Linked DNA regions of Mus musculus: region 2 is linked to region 1. Evidence: chromatin contacts called from public HiChIP or PLAC-seq data. All regions are on one chromosome and are shown on one strand. Each heading gives the region's core, a stretch centred on a gene start, on an enhancer-like site or on the middle of the called end of the contact. The rest is flanking DNA. Distances are from core to core; before and after follow the strand shown.

Evidence for each region. HiChIP or PLAC-seq counts read pairs in DNA pulled down with a chosen protein or histone mark.
Region 2: a FOXA1 HiChIP or PLAC-seq map of pancreatic cancer cells shows a contact between it and region 1. The contact joins two enhancer-like sites. A contact is called at or near these places in 2 of 115 datasets of contacts at active chromatin or transcription factors (embryonic stem cells and pancreatic cancer cells) and 1 of 9 other capture datasets (pancreatic islet).

What each region holds. Positions count from the first base shown.
Region 1 is chr11:95,185,576-95,188,624 of GRCm38.p6, forward strand. It overlaps Gm11515 (a long non-coding RNA gene), which reads right to left. Exons shown (of 3, transcript XR_388972.1): 2 at 1,028-1,160. Among named protein-coding and RNA genes, the nearest start is that of Dlx4, 41 kb to the left of the region's middle. Within about 2 kb of position 1,481, at least 19 of the 459 cell types and tissues checked have an H3K27ac peak or open chromatin away from gene starts, as enhancers often do. A contact at or near this core is called in pancreatic cancer cells, where this site is marked.
Region 2 is chr11:95,324,957-95,328,005 of GRCm38.p6, forward strand. No RefSeq gene overlaps it. Among named protein-coding and RNA genes, the nearest start is that of Fam117a, 11 kb to the right of the region's middle. Within about 2 kb of position 1,430, at least 15 of the 459 cell types and tissues checked have an H3K27ac peak or open chromatin away from gene starts, as enhancers often do. A contact at or near this core is called in pancreatic cancer cells, where this site is marked.

The sequences.
Region 1 (3,049 bases), core at 231-2,730:
GTTTTTTTTGTTTTGTTTTGTATTTTTTCCCCCCTAGTTGCATCAACAGCGTGCTCCAAGGGTCAGCCTTTCCCTCTGCACTGTGCAATCCCTGCTGAACAAATCCCACTCCTCCCTCAGTTTCTCTGTCTGTAAAAGACCTTTGTTCCTCTTTGTTTGGGGGACATTCTAGGGCTCTCACGGACCTCCAAGTCCCAGTCAGCTGAGTCAAGCAGGGTCAAGCAGCTGGCTCTACTCCCAGCCACAGAGGGACGCCTTCCCACGGAGGGCTGACACTCAGGGCTTCTCTAGTCCCCAGGGCAGGGCCGGCCAGCTGACAGCATCAGCTTGGAGCCCTCCAGAGTCTCCTCAGAGTCAGCACTGCTCCCACCCCACCTTCCCCCAGCCTCGCTCAGGACACGCATCACCAACACCTTCCCATCCCATTGAGGGCCTCTGGCGAGCATATGCTCAGGAGGGCGGGGGTCCCTGCACTCCCTACGTCTTATTACTCCCGTGCCACCGCCCTGACTCTATAAAGTAATTGGGGGCCTGATTTGCATTTTGCTGTGTGTGATTTCTGAGATGTTCCATGCTACCCTACAAAGCCAGGGGCTTCACACTCTACCAGGAGAGACAAGAGAAGGGGGAGAATTGGAAGAGGGAGGAGGTAGAAGCTGAGAAAGAACACTGAGCCCCCCAAATCCTCCTAGGAAGGGGAGTCTTGGCAGGGTCCCCCTAACCTTGTGCCAGTCCCGGCTTAGGAGCCAGGGTGGGGATGAAGGGGGTGACGTCCGTCCTTTACCTCCCCAGCTCAGTTTCCTCATTTGTAAACTGGGGTTAATGACACTTAACGAGCGAAGGGGGTGGGGGGCATGTAATTAGCAGCTGCCAGTTCTGGGCTTTGAAGTGGGTGGAGGAGGGGGCCACTGGGCAGGGTGTGGGCAGGACAGAGCTGGAGGCTCAGGGTGCTTGGCCTACAGGGAGAAGGTGGGAGAACGGGAATTCTTTCCAACTTGGAGATCAAGAGCTGGGGTCACACACTTACGGGGGCTCTGGAGAGCAGGGGGCAGGCCAGAGGATGCAGAATCCGGGGCATAGACAGCTGTGGAGTCGAACTGAGGAGCCTACGAGAGGCCTGAGGAAGGAGCTAGACCCCGGTTCTTCATCAGCATGCGCTCCTGTGGAGACAAGAGACAGAACCTAGGTTCTTTTGCAAGAAGCTTCACTTCTTGTGTCCACTGACCCACAGTGAGGCACACACAAGGCTCATTGCCACAGACAAAGGCAATGACTGCCAGCCCAGAGGCTCATGGGAGAGGACAGGCATGTCAAGAGAGGAGTTTATGGGGACTGAGACCAGGGAAGTGAGGACAGGAGGGAGGGGAGCCGCCACCTCCTCCGCCCATGGCCTTTCCGCTTGCCCCACTACGTCAGGACTGAGTCACTGGGAGAGGCCACTGTCCAGCAGGGGTGGGAGGACCTTGGGGACCAAGGGCTGGACACTCTCCCAGACCAAGCATCTGTATGGGGCACCTTTGGCCGGGTTGGCGAAGACAGTGGTGTAGACTTGAGCCAACCACCCACGCCTGAGGGGGTAGAGGCTTGAAGGACCTGTGAGGGTCAGCAAGTTGTCTCTCTGACATCCCACATACTGTCCCTGCACAGGTGGACCAAGGAACCATCCCTGATACCCCAGACATATGGAGAGGACATTCTCAGTCACAAGCCACTTGCTCTCTACCCACCGGGCCTTGAGCAGGAATCGAGACCGTGCCCTCTCACTCCCATTGTGTGCCTTCTGCTGTCCAGATCCTTCTGCATGTCCCAGGGAGATGCGTGGAGGTGACTGGATTTGGCCATTAGATGAAATTAAGGGAAGGATTTTTGGTATCTACTGGGTTCCAGGCACTATTTGATGCATGAAACATGAACAGCGTCCTACCGGGCCCCCTCTCTAGCCAGAATGTGAGTGTTGAGAAGGGACTAGAACTCCTCAGAAGGGTGAAAGGGGACGCTCCAGAAGCAGCCTGAGGGCAGAGGGGGTTTCAGTGGAGCAGAGGAACTGTGGGTAGAACCTCTGCCTGTCATGAGTTGCAGAGACCACTTTCCCCCTGGCCCCATTAAGCCTAGGGCTCACCAGCTGCAGCATCTGGAACGAGTGACATGGATGCTTCCTGCTCTCCTTGCCTCCACCTTCCCCCCCACCCCCCCCACCCCAGTATACAAGTACTGGGGACACAGCAGGCCCTGGTCTAGGCAACTTGACACACAGACTTCTGTCTGCTTCCGTAGACTGCTGTCAGGAGAGCTAGGCATGCAGACAGTAGAGCACTTTCATAATGGGTCCGGAGGAGGGAGAGAGAGGAGAGCCCTTACATTGGTGAGTTAAGGGATCCGGGGCTCAGCTGAGCCCTCGCCCTGTCAAATTTTAAATACTCCAGCCTGCTGGGGACTTGGGACTTTTTTCTGTGCGTGCCATCCTCTATCCCATTCAGTGTCCACTCCTCATGTCCCTGTGTCCCTGGATAGTTGTCTCGGTCATTCCATAAGAATCCTTATGAATCTCAGGGGTAAATCTTGTAGAAAACCAAAACTCTATGAGGGGCTCTGAGATACTTGCTGTCCTCCAGTGCAAACTGTACAACCTCAGTTCAGTCCTGGAAACCAACTCCACAAAGTTGATCTGGAGCTTCTACAACATGTGACATGCAAGCATCCACACAGCACACACACACACACACACACACACACACACACATTAAAGCCCATAGGCCAGACACAGAGGCACATGTGTGATGTCCCCCTCACAAGCAGAAGCAGGAGGGTCACGGAGTTGGAAGCAAACCTGTCATCTTCATAGAGAGTTCCAGGCCAGCAAGGGCTATCCAAGCGAGACTTTATCTAAAAAAGAAACCAACCTGAGGGTGAAGAGATGGCTCAGAGGTTAAGAGCTGCTCTGGCAGGGGACCAAAGTTCAGTTCCCAGCACCTAAGTCAAGTGACTCGCAACTGCCGTAACTCCAGCTCCAGGGGAACTATTGCCTCTGACCTCCAAGGGCACCTGCACT
Region 2 (3,049 bases), core at 180-2,679, 140 kb after region 1:
CACACTAAGCAGGGAGCAAAGACAGAAAGGCAGGAGTGCCCATCACTTACCAACCAGATGCGGTTTCCAGTCACTGCCCGCCAGCATTTTAGCCGTGAGAGCAGGCATTGCAGGCAGAGTTTTCTGGCTTTGGACAAAGTGCAGTCCAATCGGGTGTGAGGTCTTCTTACTTTGCTGTCCAAGTTTGGGAGACAGAACGAAGGGGTAAATCCTTTCCTCTTTTGATTTATAGTGGTTTCAGAATTAAAACACATTTTCTTTTTTGGGGGAGGGGGGAGTTCAAGACAGGGTTTCTCTGTGTAGCCCTGGCTGTCCTGGAACTCACTCTGTAGACCAGTCTGGCCTTGAACTCATAAAGATCTGCCTGCTTCTGCCTCCTGAGTCTGGGTAGATTCTCTTTTCTCTCACTCTTTCCCTCCATGTCTTTCCTTGGGCCTCCTCTAACGGCTTCTCTTTTGACCTCACAAAGAGCTCTCTCACTTGCCCTGGCACACTACCCATGCTTCTTAGAGTTCTGGCTCAGTTTCTCTGGCAGGCCTTGAAGAGCGGTACCACCCTCCGCCTCCCTTGGTCTTTTTTTCTGGTTTCTCTTTAATTCGAGCCCCTACTCCGACCCCTCATTCTTGTCTCTCCTTCTCCAAGGTAGGAAACTCAGAGAAAATTGGATTTGGCCCTAGCCTAGCTGCCAAAGCACACACTTAACAATATTTTAGTGGAGAAATTAAACTCTTATTCCCGAGGCAGCTAGGTTCTCAGACTCACCTGCATAATTCCTGAGTAGCATAAACAAAATCAGAGTTTCAGAGAGTTTAGGTATGTGGGAGATAGAGGGAGTTGTGTTAAGCCATGACCAGTGGGACCTGTATGGTCTAATGTCAACCCTTACCTATGGGGTCAGGAATACACCTCTAGGTCTGGGCTCGTCTGACCCAGTACACTGCCTCCTAAGTAGTGACAATGCAGCAGTCTTTGGGCTGTCACTGGAGCTGTGTAAATGCATGAGTATGTTTCCTGACTTTTCTGAGTCTCAGCCAGTAAGTTGCGGATAACTGTGTTGACTCTAGAGAGTAATCATGAAGACAGCAGGACAGTTAGATGCGATAATGTGTGCAAGTGGCTTCCTGTCTTCTGTGTTGTGTGGTAGGGGCACATATCCCATGACATTATGGCTGCATTGCTTGTAGAGCCCTGCTGTTAGTGTCCCTAATAGGTAAGGGCTCCTTGGCCTTTCCCTGAGATTGCAGATGCCCTCACTGGCTCCGGAATCCTAGGGTTTCTAATGTATTTGGGAAGATTCAGAACTGGGTGTTCGGAGCCGTGAAATCGACAAACTTGGTATTTGTACTCTGACTCAACCTTCTGGGCCAACTCAGGAGGCTAGAGAATTGGACAGGACTTTTGGGTGGGACGTCCAGGAAAGGTGCCAGCTTGTGTGCTTGTATCAGAGTGCCATGGAAAAGGGCAAGACGAGGCTGCTTCCTACCCACACAGTGCTGACGACCTTGTAAGCCGCGAGGCTTTTGCCGGAGGTAAATGGAAGCAGGTCGTCCCAGAGCCCACTGGTGGAATGTACAAGAGCTTTCTAAGAGCTTCGGTGTGCAGCAGGAGAAACCACCTGCTCTGAAAACACCATTGTTCTCAAAGTGCAGGCAGGTTAATAAGAAGGAGGAGGAGTGGAGTTTTTTGTTTTTTTCGAAGCTAGAGAGACTTGGCTGTCAAGGCCATTTAGTTGAGCCAGAGCCATTTTGTGGAATAAATGAGTTGGGTACAGGAAATCCACAGGAAAAGCCAGGAATAGGCACCTAATTTAGTCAGATCGGGATGTAAGCAGGCTCTATTCCTTTAGTCAGAACAGATTTATCGAGTTGTTAATGGAACAGCGTCAAAGGTCCCTTCCAAGGCTTTCCACCAAATCCTATAGTCGCAGGTTTGTTTTTAATTTTATTTTAACTTCTTTAAGAGGGACACTAAAACAAATCTTTAAAAAAGAAGAGCTGGGGCTGAGACTGGGGAGCTAACTCCATGGACGAGAATGCTTGCTGGGGACCTGAGTTCAAATCCCCAGCACTCGTGTAAAAAGTGTAGCTAGGTGGGTGTGTGCATTGTAAGAGGGTGAAGGCAGGAGGGTCAGTGCAGCTCACTGAGTGACAGCCTAGCTCTAGGTCCATAAAGAAGGGAACGAGGTAGAGAATGACAGGACACCGAGCAACTTCTTGGGGACCTACACAATGCATGAGCACACACACACACACACACACTATATTTTTTAAGGCCTCGAACTGTTGCTTAGTGGTAGAGCACTTACCTAGCACACACAAAAGGAGGGAGAGGAGCAGAGAGGAGAAAAGAGAGAAAGAACGAACAGTCGAATTAGGCCTCATAAAGCCTTTGCTGCTTTTGGTCTATAAGGGCTTTTAGCCTCAATTCAATACTGACCAGAGATGTTAGCTTGAGAGACAGATGCTTAAGTGATCCCCCACCTCAGCTGTGCTGGATGAAGTGGCTTGCAGTTCTTGTTGACAAGACAACAGAGATCCCCTTCCTCAGAGAGAAAGGACACACACACACACACACACACACACACACATACACACATGCACGCTTAGGAGAAAAGATGGAGGTGCTCAGAAGCTAGTATGAAAGGCAATAGTGGGCTATTAACCCCCTTCCTTAGTCCTGATAAACGGTCAGGGTCTGACAAGGTTTGCTGAGGGACGATTGCAGATTGTGGAGCAGAAGTGGAGGCTGAAGCAAACAGTGGTGAGGAAGATGGGGTTCACGGACAGAGGAAAGGCTCACTGACCGAGCCTCAAAGATAAAGCTGACACTGGGGGGGGGGGGGCAGAGGCAGGCAGATCTTTATGAGTTTGAGGCCCACTTGGTCTATAGCATAAGTTCCAGGCCAATTAAGGCTACACTGTGAGATCCTGTCTCAAAAATACATAAACCTATATAGTTTTGACCCCACAAGGATTTATTACAAAAGCCTTTGCCTTTTTTCTTAATCTGTTTTTTTTTAAGATTTATTTATTTATTATATGTAAGTACA